Regions from separate parts of the Sus scrofa genome. Here all the other regions are linked to region 2. A link is a contact called in public Hi-C and HiChIP or PLAC-seq data. All regions are on one chromosome and are shown on one strand. The core of a region is the stretch at or near the end of the contact, and the rest is flanking DNA. Distances in the headings are between cores, read along the strand shown. Region 1 has its middle 81 kb from the start of RDX. Region 2 has its middle 110 kb from the start of ZC3H12C. Region 3 overlaps ZC3H12C (probable ribonuclease ZC3H12C).

The links. A called contact is a pair of places that touch in the nucleus more often than the background predicts. HiChIP or PLAC-seq counts read pairs in DNA pulled down with a chosen protein or histone mark.
Region 1: a contact with region 2 is called in a Hi-C map of skeletal muscle, with 5 times the contacts expected there. The contact joins two enhancer-like sites. A contact is called at or near these places in 1 of 5 promoter capture datasets (liver), 21 of 47 Hi-C or Micro-C datasets (alveolar macrophages, blood, brain and 13 more) and 2 of 2 datasets of contacts at active chromatin or transcription factors (alveolar macrophages and skeletal muscle).
Region 3: an H3K27ac HiChIP or PLAC-seq map of alveolar macrophages shows a contact between it and region 2. The contact joins two enhancer-like sites. A contact is called at or near these places in 1 of 47 Hi-C or Micro-C datasets (embryonic fibroblasts) and 1 of 2 datasets of contacts at active chromatin or transcription factors (alveolar macrophages).

Annotation. Positions count from the first base shown.
Region 1 is chr9:38,216,198-38,220,051 of Sscrofa11.1, forward strand. No RefSeq gene overlaps it. Among named protein-coding and RNA genes, the nearest start is that of RDX, 81 kb to the right of the region's middle. Within about 2 kb of position 1,389, at least 9 of the 83 cell types and tissues checked have an H3K27ac peak or open chromatin away from gene starts, as enhancers often do. A contact at or near this core is called in skeletal muscle, where this site is marked.
Region 2 is chr9:38,020,209-38,024,276 of Sscrofa11.1, forward strand. No RefSeq gene overlaps it. Among named protein-coding and RNA genes, the nearest start is that of ZC3H12C, 110 kb to the right of the region's middle. Within about 2 kb of position 1,528, at least 6 of the 83 cell types and tissues checked have an H3K27ac peak or open chromatin away from gene starts, as enhancers often do. A contact at or near this core is called in alveolar macrophages and skeletal muscle, where this site is marked.
Region 3 is chr9:38,184,600-38,188,650 of Sscrofa11.1, forward strand. The region is part of intron 2 of ZC3H12C (probable ribonuclease ZC3H12C); the gene reads left to right. Among named protein-coding and RNA genes, the nearest start is that of ZC3H12C, 53 kb to the left of the region's middle. Within about 2 kb of position 2,627, at least 11 of the 83 cell types and tissues checked have an H3K27ac peak or open chromatin away from gene starts, as enhancers often do. A contact at or near this core is called in alveolar macrophages, where this site is marked.

The DNA.
Region 1 (3,854 bases), core at 139-2,638, 200 kb after region 2:
ACCAGTCCCTGAAGAGCCAGGAGGACATCGTGCCCCAAACGCACACAGCAGGGGTGAGCCTCAGAGCGGAGGGCCCCGTGGAGGACCAGCTGGAGCCTCACCCATTCTGACTAATAGAAATGGGGATGGGGAGCCTGTGGAATGACCTGGAGGTGGGAAGCCCAGCTGTGACAGGTGAGGGAGGACCGGCTCTGCCAGAACAGGTGGGGACTTGGGGCGGTGAGCAGCAGCCGGAGAGGTCAGAGTAAAGTGCCCTGAGGTAGGCGACAAGGCAGACTGGATGCATGTGATTTTTGTGTGTGTGTGTGTGTGTGTGTGTCTTTTTTAGGGCCGCACCCATGGCATATGGAATTTCCCAGGCTAGGGGTCAAATTGGAGCTGCAGCTGCCGGCTATAGGCTGTGAGCACCACAGCCTCAACAATGCAGGATCCAAGCCACAGCCTTGACCTACGCCCCAGAAGCTTTCAGCAACACCAGCCCCTTAACTCACTGAGAAAGACCAGGGATCGAACCTTGATACTTGTCAGGTTCTTAACCCGCTGAGCCACAATGAGAACTCCTAGATGCGTGTGATTTTTAAGAATCCATGAATCTGGAGTTCCCGTGGCTCGGTGGTTAACAAATCCGACTGGGAACCATGAGGTTGAGGGTTCAATCCCTGGCCTTGCTCAGTGGGTTGAGGATTTGGAGTTGCTGTGTGGTGTATGTCACAGACACGGCTGGGATCCCACATTGCTGTGGCTGTGGTGTAGGCCAGTGGCTACAGCTCTGATTCAACCCCTAGCCTAGGAACTTCCACATGCTGGGGGTGCCCTAGAAAATACTAAAAAAAAAAAAAAAAAAAAAAAAAAAAAAGAATCCATGAATCTGTGAGGTAAAAAAAAAAAAAAAAAAAAAATTCACTGACAAGTACAAGCTGAGTAAAGCTTAGTAAAACCTAGGTCTCCCTGTGAGAATTCAAGACAGCACTGGCCCTCTGCAAGGACCTAGGGACTGAGAAAAGCACAGGGGACTTGGCGGGGGAAGAAATGGTCACTTTCTGGTCTCCTGCTGTGCCGGTTCCACTAGTGCATCCAGTTTGTGAAGCTTTTTCGCGCTGTCCACCAATCGGCAAATATTTGTACTTTGCATTTCAACGGAAAGTGTTTTAAATGCACTCACTTCAGCATTCTCCAAAGGCCCAGTTCCATGCTGATGTGTGCACAGCGCTCTGCAAGTTTTTATCAAAGGAGCACCGCCCACGTGTGGTGGATTCTGTTTTTAAACTGGCATTTCAGGGCTGATTTATGGCCGACATTGATTTATCTCGTGTTCTACTTAGAACAGAAATGAGTCTAAGCCACCAGCATTTGTCCCTGAGCAAGGACATTGATTTGGGAGAATTACTCAGACGAACCAAAGAACGTTTGGCGCCCTGGTTGAGCGAAGGGCTCCCAGCTGACTCAGCCGGCCTTGAGAACATTCAGTTCTGGAGCTGGAGGGGCCAATAAACAGAACTCCTTCTCTCCGTCCAGCGCCCCCGGGTCTGTGTGGGGACCCCAGCCCGGCAGCCTCACCTGTGTACCTGGTAGAGACCCATCTTCCCGGGCCCCTCCCGCAACCTGAGAATCAGACACCCTGGGGGCGGGGCCACAGCTGCGGTTCACCAGCTGGCAGGGTGATGCTGATGCTCCTTAAAGTGAGACCCACTGGGCTAAATTGATTCAAGCAAAAGTATAAGCAGGTAAAGCCCACAAGGCCCCCCTCATCACTGATGAAGCTCGTGCTGGAGAATCTGGGCTCAGGTCTGGGGCAGCTGGGTTCCCTGACATTGAACCCCAAGTCAGACAGACACCCCTCTGGTGTGGCAGCCGGGCCCCGTCAGCAGAACCAGGGCATGGAGGGGCCGACCTTACGGCCATGGAGAGCAGGACTGGGTACAGAGCCCTTCTCCACAGTCACCCGCTCCAGCAACCCTGCCACCTGCCTGGAAGGGAAGGAGGGGCCAGGGGGGCAGGAGGGGTGTGTCTGTGAGGAGGGCACCCACCAGGGGGATCCTAAGTCTGCTTGTGGATTACTCCCGGTTGGAAGTGATCAGCTTGCTCCCTTTGGGTGACTGCAGTTTCCAAGAGCCTGGGCCACTCTTCCTGGCACTGCCCCATCTGGCGGGTGTGGGCGGTTCCTAAAGAAAATCAGCTTCTTGCTTTGAGGCTACTCCCTACCTGTCTGTCCCAGCACGGAGTGTAGACAGCAGGCGTTCTGCCCTGCGCGGGAAGGAATCCAGCCAGTTCCCCCTCTGGTGGGAAGCGAGAGCTGAACACGCTGTTTCCTCGGAAGGGGTTTGACCAGGTGGTGCTTGAACTGATCGTTATCTTCATGTATTTCTTGTTTCCTGAAAAGAAGTCATGTTCACAACTCCCTTCTGCCTCTTGATTGCCCACTTTTGCCGTCCATCCTGTGACCTTTGTCTTTAGCATTAAAACTGGCTAATCCCCCCTTTTTTTTCTTTTTTTTTTTTGTTTGTTTGTTTTTAGGGCCACACTCACAGCCACAACAACTCAGGATCCAAGCTGAGTCTGCGACCTTCACCACAGCTCAATGCAATGCTGGATCCTTAATTCACGGAGTGAGGCCAGGGATCGAACCCATATCCTCACGGATACTCGTTTCCACTGAGCCACAACAGGAACTGCCCCCTTCCCTTTCCAAAGGAGGAGACTCAAAGAACAGAATAGGTCTTAGAAATCACTTAGTCCAAACACCTCCTTTTCCAGAAGACGCATCCTGACCTGTCCGGAGCTCCCCCCTGTCCCATGCACTCATGGCACAGCCATGCCCTGTGCCCAGGCTTGACACCCACAGGCTGAAAATCCTCAACCCACACCCCCCAACTTGCACAAACAACTTATACGCAGCATCGCCACCTAGAATTGTGCTTACCTCTTATCACACTATAACCTCTTTTTAAATAACTCCCCCTGTATCACTATCCTGGCCAGACATCTCTGTGTGGAAAAGGCCTGTCAGGAGGGAGCACATGGGACTTTACTATGGTGACAGCAGCCCAGGCTGTGCCTTCTTTACCTGTTGATCTTGAGCCTCAGATCCTCTGATGCTTCTGTTAAAAGGTGAAAGTAAGAACATGCCTGGCATGATTGTTCAGATAGTTACCCAATCAATGTCGAACCACCAAGGCCCAAGTAGATGATTTCAAGTGCTTCCTGTCTTTGGCTCTATGTTTTAATACATAACAAGTAGTTTTTCACACACAGCCTGGGAACTCCTGCCGCACAGCCCCAGCCTCTGGTTCCACTGCACCCCCCAGGTCTTAGGGCTCAATGAGTCTACACCCCCTTCTGCTTATACCCGAGGAGAGGCCTGAGAAACAGCAATTTGATAAGAGACCACACAACGTATGTGGTTTTCTTTCAAGTTATAAAAATGCCTGAGAAGCAGAGATGGCAAATAAATTATGAGACCAGTTTCGGAACAAATGCTCCTTGATAGTAGACAAACAGCATTCTTTCTGCCAAATAAAAAAGGTTGTTTCCTTATGTGTACCCTTTAGAAGGGCACTGTTTCTAAAACAACCAGACTGACTTAGTGCCCTCGAGAAACATCAGGGACAGGTAGAAAAATTCAATGTCGTGTTGGCATATTTTGTATGGGTCTTTCTAAAAATCTTTAAGGGGTAACTCTGTGCCTGGCGAGGACTGTCTGCCCTATAAATTGAAGCCCAAAACGTTGTTGAAGGACTATGAAAATAGCTCCCTCCTGTCGCCAAACTGTCACCCAATCCTCTAGGCTTCAGTGCTTGGACATTCAAGCCACCCTGGAGTGCCAAGAAGGGTGCCACCTGGTGAATTAATCATGT
Region 2 (4,068 bases), core at 278-2,777:
GATAAGAATAGGATATTCTAACGAACAAGAGAAAGCATTCCTCCCAATCAGGAGGCAGGAAGGAGAAATAGAAGGACCCAAGGAAAGAAGAGTCTGCTTGACACCAAAAGACACATAGAGAGAGAGAGATCCTCCTGTGTCCTAAGCCATCATAGTTTAGATTCAGGGGAGTAGAAATGGAACATAGCTTATTAGGCACAGAGCCTTTGAGTTACTGACCCCCACAGGAACAGGACAACCAGGGCACAAAGTCCATGGGCCTGAAGATCAGATGGCGTGACTACATCCATGGGCACCAGCTCAGATGCTGGTACTTGTCAGAAGGATGAGCAGGGACTGGTGGTGTGAGACAATCAGGTGGAGGCCACCCCAGGCCAGACCCGCCTACCCCACAGTCCATACAGGTGTCCCTTTGCACCCAGAAACCATCATGAGGAGAAGCAGTATTGGGGGGGGGGGAACACGGCAAAGACAAGCAGACAAGGCGCAGCCCTAGAGAGGAAAAGACAACCCTAACAAAGACCTTGAATTTTGAATCAACTAAATTTAAATTCAGAGTAACTATACCAAAGACTAAATTCTATCTAGAAGAAAATAAGGTACCCTGAAGTGGCAAAATAAAACGGTGGTTTGCTTCATTGTTTACTCCCTCTTTCTATTTCTCTCTGTCTCTGTCTCTGTCTGTCTGTCTATCTCTCCCATCTTTGGAATAGGGACTATGAGAATTCAGTTTGGCTACAGAAGGGTAAAAATGTATTCCATGTTAACGCACGTAGAGAGGATATGACTGCCCCGCTTGAACGTTGGGTCCTGGAAAGGACTTTAAAGGTTCCCAGTCCAATTCACATTGAGAGGAAATAGATGAGAAATGGGGAAGTAATATCTCAGGGTCACAGAACCAGTAACAGGACAAGATTCCGCATCATCAAAACCCACTGACCCCTGGGCATTCAAAATCAAGAGCCACTTTCGCCTGATGATAGAAATCCCTGGGTTCCCTGGCCATAGCTGTCTCAGCGTTGTAAGGAACACACAGCTCCTCTACCACCGGGGCAGGCCAATCAGCTGTCAGCAAGGACTTTCCCTTAGCTCTTGCTTTTGCTTGGCTGGTGACTTTCTGTTTTCTGCAATGCCAGCTGGTCGTGACTGGTTGTAGCATACTGGGTTTTAAGTCCCACGGTTGTATTTCAAAGCTAAAATAAAATTACATGGTATTACCATGATATTTTCAGATGATCAACTACACCACGCCCTTCCTTTCTGAAAATAACAGAGGTAAGTGGATTTTAAAATTCTGTTCATTGAACAGCCCAATTCAGAGAACAATAACATTGTACCTTAAGCACCTCTAACTGCAGAGGATTCAGCTGCACTGACTCAGCCTCAATCCCAGAATGAGGGAGAGGAAAAGAGAAACAGAAACAGAGACCAAGACAGAGAAAAACTCATAGAGAAAATCGGTTTCATTCTCTCCTTTTGCCTCATTTGTTGAGAGTGATTCAGCTCTGGCTAGTGGACTTCCCTTAATCTTCAAGAGGTTCTCATCAGAGGTTATTTTCCCTCATTTCCTGGGCTGCTACAAAGTAGAAAACCAAATGCATGTCCTGCCTTTACTGAGTATTCACCCCAGTCAGCCTGAATCTTGTGTTACTAGAGTGACCTGCTTGAGGGCGCTACAAAAGCAGGGTGCCTTTTAAGTGTGATCTCACACTGGGTTTCATTCTACTTTTCTCTAGCTACATTCCTTTATCCTGACCTCTACACCTGTTTTTAAATTTAATTCACATAGTCAAATAGTTTTGTAACCCAGTTTACAAAGAAGACCAAGATGGTAGTCAATTTGTTTCCCCTCAGCAGCTTCAACCAGCTTTTTTTTTTAAAACGGGTTTTCAAAGGACTTACCCAAAGTATATCTACAAGTCAAAATGAAGAGGAAAGAAGAGAAATAAAGCCAAAATCTTTGCTCTTGAGGATAAAATGCATCTTTCATACACTAACGAGTAAACTTTACAGACCATGAACATGGATGATGACGTCCAATAGAAGCTTCAGTGAGGCACTTCTACTCTGCCCACGTGGACATAATCTGTTTAATGTTGTGATCATACTTGAGTGAGACAAGATGAGATTTAACCTGTTTAAGATCAGGAAGCACACCTTCTTTTAATATGCTATTCAGGAGTTCCCGTTATGGCACAGTGGAAATGAATCCGACTAGTAACCATGAGGTTGTGGGTTCGATCCCTGGTCTCGCTCAGTGGGTTAAGGATCCAGTGTTGGGGTGGGCTGTAGTGTAGGTTGCAGATGTGGCTCGGATCCTGAGCTGCTGTGGCTGTGGGGTAGGCCAGCGGCTACATCTCCGTTTCGCCCCCTAGCCTGGGAACCTCCAAAGGCCGCAGGTGTGTCCCTAAAAAGCAAAAAAAAAAAAAGCTATTCTACTTTTTGTCTAGACCATCCAACATAAAACAACCACAATAATTTCACGTGACTTTCATGAATAGGCTGCGTACTCTGCAGAAAGAAGCAAAAGGCTTAAGAACTCAAATAATAACACTCACTTGAAGTAAGAGTAGTTACTTGAAGACCTACAGCAATGCAAAGTCAAATTTAAAATCAGAGACAGGAATGCCCTTTTGCTCTCGGCAAATTATAAAGAAAAGGAGGTTCCCTTCCTTTATGCTGTACACACACTATGAGTGCTCGCATGCACAGTATTTGTACAAAGATAAATAAGATCATCCAAACTATGTCAGAGGACCCAACAATTTCTCTCTCTTGTGATTCTTTAAAATTACAAGTTACATTTCAATGTAGATTCCAACTGATTTGCACTTTATCTCTTTTTTTTTTAAGTCTGTGATTTTAGCTTTTTCTAATCAAGGAAATGAATAGGTGTGTTGGCAAGAGAGGTCCTGAGGAAGACTGCACGCTTTTGACTCTGCTTTGTTGAGTGGGTTCAGAATAGCTTATAATATATTATCATAAAAACAGATTGTCATCAATAGCATAATTGCTGCATGAATAATCTTAGAACAAGTGAAGCCTTTCAAGGCTTTTTTATTGTAAGTAATCATTATGTTCATCACATTAAAAAAAAAAATGCTTTCTGGGAATTTTTTTTTTTTTTTAAACAAGACACAGCTTTCTCTAGTTTGGATTTCTTGGTTTTGACATGAGATATCTACAAGATGAAGAAAGGTTTCAGTTCTCACTATAGGGATAATGCTGGATGTAGCCATTGATAAAGTACACAGTAAACTAGTGGAAAAAAAAAAAAGTTGTACATAAGATGAAATATTGGTGAACTAGTCCTTTTTACCATCATAATATTTGGTGCTGAAATCGAATAACTCTTTCTCCATACAGATGCCAAAGAGCATTGTAACATTAATTAAAACCCCACAATTGTATTAGATGAAAGGGATACTGTTAACTCAATTTTACATATAAGAAATAGAGTTATAGAGACCAGGACAGATTTTTTTAAATTATTCATAATAGCACTATGTCACTGGTGAAAATGGAAATACACGTCAACTCCCACAATCACTGCTGCACTCAGAGTTGCCCTATAATGGACTAGAAGCCTGGTAATTAGGGCCTCTTATTTCCATAGTTGTCCTCGCTCACTCTTCCGCCCTGCATTCCCTCAGCACCAATGAATTTGGGATTAATTTGAAATACATGATTAAAAAAATAAAAAGCTCTCTTCAACTCCTTTAGGGCAGAAATGAGTTCTTTGATTTTTTTTCCTCTGAATTTCACTATATTTCTCAGGCTCAGCTTCATGAAATGCGCAAGAAAAAGAAGAGTTCCTGGTCTGGGCAAAGTTAAACAGGCTTCTTCAGAATTCTCAGAGACTGTACCATGCTGATGAACAACACAAAACTCCAGGAAGGAAATATAATTTACAGATTTATGTGATAACCAAATCTCTATTTCATGAGACTGAAAGGCAGACGGATGGCCTCCCAAAGATGTCCATGTTCTAAGACCTGTGACATTATACAGCAAAGGGGAATTAAGGTTGCTAATCAGATGACTTTAAAGAAGGGAGGTTATCCTGGA
Region 3 (4,051 bases), core at 1,377-3,876, 170 kb after region 2:
AGCATCATAAGTAATATATTAATTCAAAGCAATTGCTCCAACTAAAGCAAAATCAAATTTGAGGAAATAAAAGAAAATTGGTAAAAGACTCCTTATTTCTTCCTGTTTTTTTCAATGCCATGAAAAGAATTGAAAAGAATTAAGAAGAAGTGGTCCTCTTTGATAGATGCCTTCATTCCCTTTTTAGGTTTCTCCAGTTTTTTCAGTTGCTCCCTGTGTCTACCACGGGAAGATAACAGTTATGGTTCTAAAATGACCCTTCCGGTCCTGTGGTTAACCTAGTTAATGATATATATATTTATATATAACTATGTATGTGTTATATATAAATATGTATATTATTTGTACATATAATATATGTAATATACATACATAGCTATGATATGTATATATTTATATATAATACATGAAATTATATTTCCTAGATAAGGTACATGGAATGATTCACCCATTTTCCTGCTCGTCTCGGTCCTGTATTGAGGCAAACTACATTAAACTATATGGTCCCCTGAATTTTTCTCTGCATTACAAAATTGCCTTTATAATTTATTACCCATCACAGGTGTCTAATTTAATGGCACATAATAAGCAAGTGTGTTTCAGAGCTCTCTAGTGGAAAGAGTATATGGTGTAGCGAACATCATCTTAGTTTGAGTGCTTATGGAATTGCCCTTCTGTCAAAGACAGAAAAGTAGAATTGAGGGGCTTTTCAAATATGTTGTTGTATATATGAATAAATAAAAGTGAGATCAAGTAAATTTATAGAATAATGAAAAGTTATGATAGCACAAGTCTTATGAAGAAAATGTTTGTCAAGATAATTTGTGTTCATTTTAACTTCCCTTGGTTTCCAGTTTGTAGTTCACTAGAAGTTGCCTATGTCTGAAAACTCTGTGTGTGGGAGCCCCTGGATAGAAGTAATGGGACATGGGTTACCCCAATCCAGACCTGTGTAGCCCTTTTCACAGCTTGGTCTGCAAATTAATTTCATCTTATTGTCTAGAATAAGCTCTACAATGAACTACAGAAATCTGTCAGGGAAGTCGCAGTGACTGATAAACCAGCAGTTAGTTTCCTGTGTGGCAAGTTAATCGCCATTGATACTAGAAAACCTCCCATTCAAAATCTGGCCCATGGCACACAGACCTCTGCACATATTCACTCACTCAGGTGCCTCCTCTCCCAAGAGTTTTAAAAGTCCTCTACTTGAAGTATGGAATATGGTAGCCGTTGGTTTATACAGGAGGTCTCGTCCCATCAGTCTGTCCTATCTTATTTGCTCTTCACCCCAGAAAAGTGTCTGCTCCCTTTTGTGATGGTCCATACGCCAGTTAGAAAAGAATTTCCAGACTGAGTGGGGCGAAGAGAAAGACGAGTTCGTTGAGACAAGAAGCGCTGCCAGCACAGCGGGTTGACTTCCTGATGATCAGGAAAAGCTGACCCCCAGTGCACCTTTGTCTATTTTTGTAGCCCAGGAACAAAGAAGAGAGGAGAGGTCTTAGGGTACATTTGCTGATTGGTTGGGAACAAATATTTTCCTATGGGGCAGGGAGAGGAACAGGCCAACCCCTTTCCTTCTTCGGGGCGGGAGCGGAGCCGGCCAGGCTGCCCAGGAGGAACTCAAGAGCTTTGTAACAATTGCACTGGAGCCATGAGGGTCTGGTAATTTTTATCTCGGCAACATTAACATCCTGAGACTCTATGAGTTTATCTCATTGGAGAGGCCTTGGAGTCCCACACCTTTGTGAATAACTCAAACTAGGCACATGGCCCTGAAATCTTAAATTTCTTTTTGTCTTCACTTTTCTCCATTTCCCCCCCCAAACTAGATTACTGTGGCCAGTACCTGGGAAGCGATCCTTTGTGGTACAGACACCTTTTCTCTTTCTTGTGCTTGAATTCCAGCAACAAGGCTACCACGAGAGTAGAGGGGATTAAGGGTATATTCTGATCCACCCCTGAATCACCCCCATTAATTTGGAAAACGCCCCGGTGAACCACCGATGGCGATCACTAGGGCACTCAGGCAGCGGCAGTGCTGCAGCTTCTCCCAGGCTGTCTTCTGCACAAAGACTTCGGAGTGCACCCTCAGCAGCGCATCACAGTGGGTGTCCAAGGCCTTAGGGGTAGCCTGGGTTGTTGGAGAAGGTGCCTGAGGCCACCACACTCCCCTTGCCCCTTTCCTGCCTGTCCTGTCAGCCAGGCAGGCTCATCCGAGACAACCCTCCAGCATCCGCCAGTATCACGCACAGGGCTGTAAACTGAAAACACGCAGGAGAAAACTTTGGCACATTTTCACATCTTTCCAAGGCACCGGAAGATAACTCTTAGGATAGATATCAGCTAGGGGAAGGGGCATGGTACTCTTACTACATCTGATCCACCCAGTAGTACTGGATAATTTCTAGGAAGCATGAGTCCCTGGAGCTCCACACTGAGGTGAAAACTAGGTTGGTTGGTTTGTGTGGCGCTGTAGTTTCAGGCTCATTTTGCTGTTCGGCAGCCTGACTCCTTTTGTTTGCCCTTCCTTCCAAGTTAGTGCTTATAGGTTATCTTGCCTTAATGCTAGACAGTCTCTTACTCAAATTCTCCGAGTCCTTTTCCTTCCTCTGAGTCATGTCTGCTTCCTTGGCTGTGTTTTGCATATTGAGTGTAGGGGAATCTTGGAGGTGGCATGCACGCCAGAACATACAAGTCAGGCGGGCAGCTCTCCTCCTTCCAAAGGGAAGTTATGCCCAGATCCTGAAGCCCTTGGGAACCATCAGTCCAAGAGGTCATCCTCTCCTCCTTCTCGGCCCCAGATTGAAGCAGAGAAGGGCTGAGAAAGGTGCTTTCAGTTTGTTGATCTCTTCCTTCACTTTTTTTTTTATTCATTCTTTTTGGGCTGTCCAGTTCACTCTTTCATTTATTTCCTGAGAGCCAGAGATACAATGATCTTTTTATTTTAAGTAGGGTTTTCCTAAATATAAATATACCAATCTGTCTACTTCAAATGAGCTTTCCTTTGGCCATTTGCAAAGCAGGACTTTTTTTTATAAGCATGCCTATTCCAAACAGGACAGAGTAAAATAAGCCTTTTAAGAAAGAGACCTGTTGGCAGGCTCCTTGGATTTTTTCTACATTAAAGCCAGGGTTGAATCACATGCAACCTTCAAGTATTATCCATTTTGCTCAATAGTAACTCAGAATTGGCAGTGAGAGTTTGGCATTTTCCCCGGGAACCCAATCCCACTGAGCCAAAGTAGTCAAAGGGACACTTTTTAGCAAACACTCAGGGTCTCCTACCTTCTCTTGAATCAAAGGTGGCCACAAATCTAACAATTTCACTGGACTCACTTGAGATACACCATCCTTATTGCCAAATTGTTGAAATAAGAAGGAAATTGAGGCCCAAAGGAACATGCCAATTCACAAATAGAGAGTTAGCTATTTTTACTACTGAGAAAAAAACAAACAAACAAACAAAAAAAAAAAACCTCAGTGCCTGCAGATATAGCCCATAAGTGGCTACAGAAGTATAATGAATTTCCTTCTTTATTTATTTGGAGTTAAAGCCACAGTTTATAAACATCATCCTCCTTTTTTTTTTTTTTTTTTTTTGGCTGTGCCCACAGCAAACAGAAATTCCCGGGCCAGGGATCAAACCCACACCACAGCTGTAATCAGAGCCACAGCATTGGATCCTTAACCCACTGGGCCACCAGGGACCTCTTCATCCTACTTTTTTAGTAAACACTCAACAGACAGTTAATTTGTACCCATAGCTACATTGAGCTACTCTGACATCCTTTTTTTTCTTTTGTTCCTGATTTTTTTCATCAGGCTTGCTCTGTTGTTATAATTCTTTATCAGAGCTTCCTATAGTTACCTCTTATATCATAACCAGCACATATGATTACTCACATCCTTCAACTCGCCTCAGCCAGGTTAGGTCAAATTCAGTCTCCCCAGCCTCTCCCGGTCTGTGGAAGTCCCACGTGCAGTTTGGAGCCTCCTGGTAGTTGTCTGCTCAGGCTTTCACTATTACCAGGGGTGATTCTGGGTCTTGGCA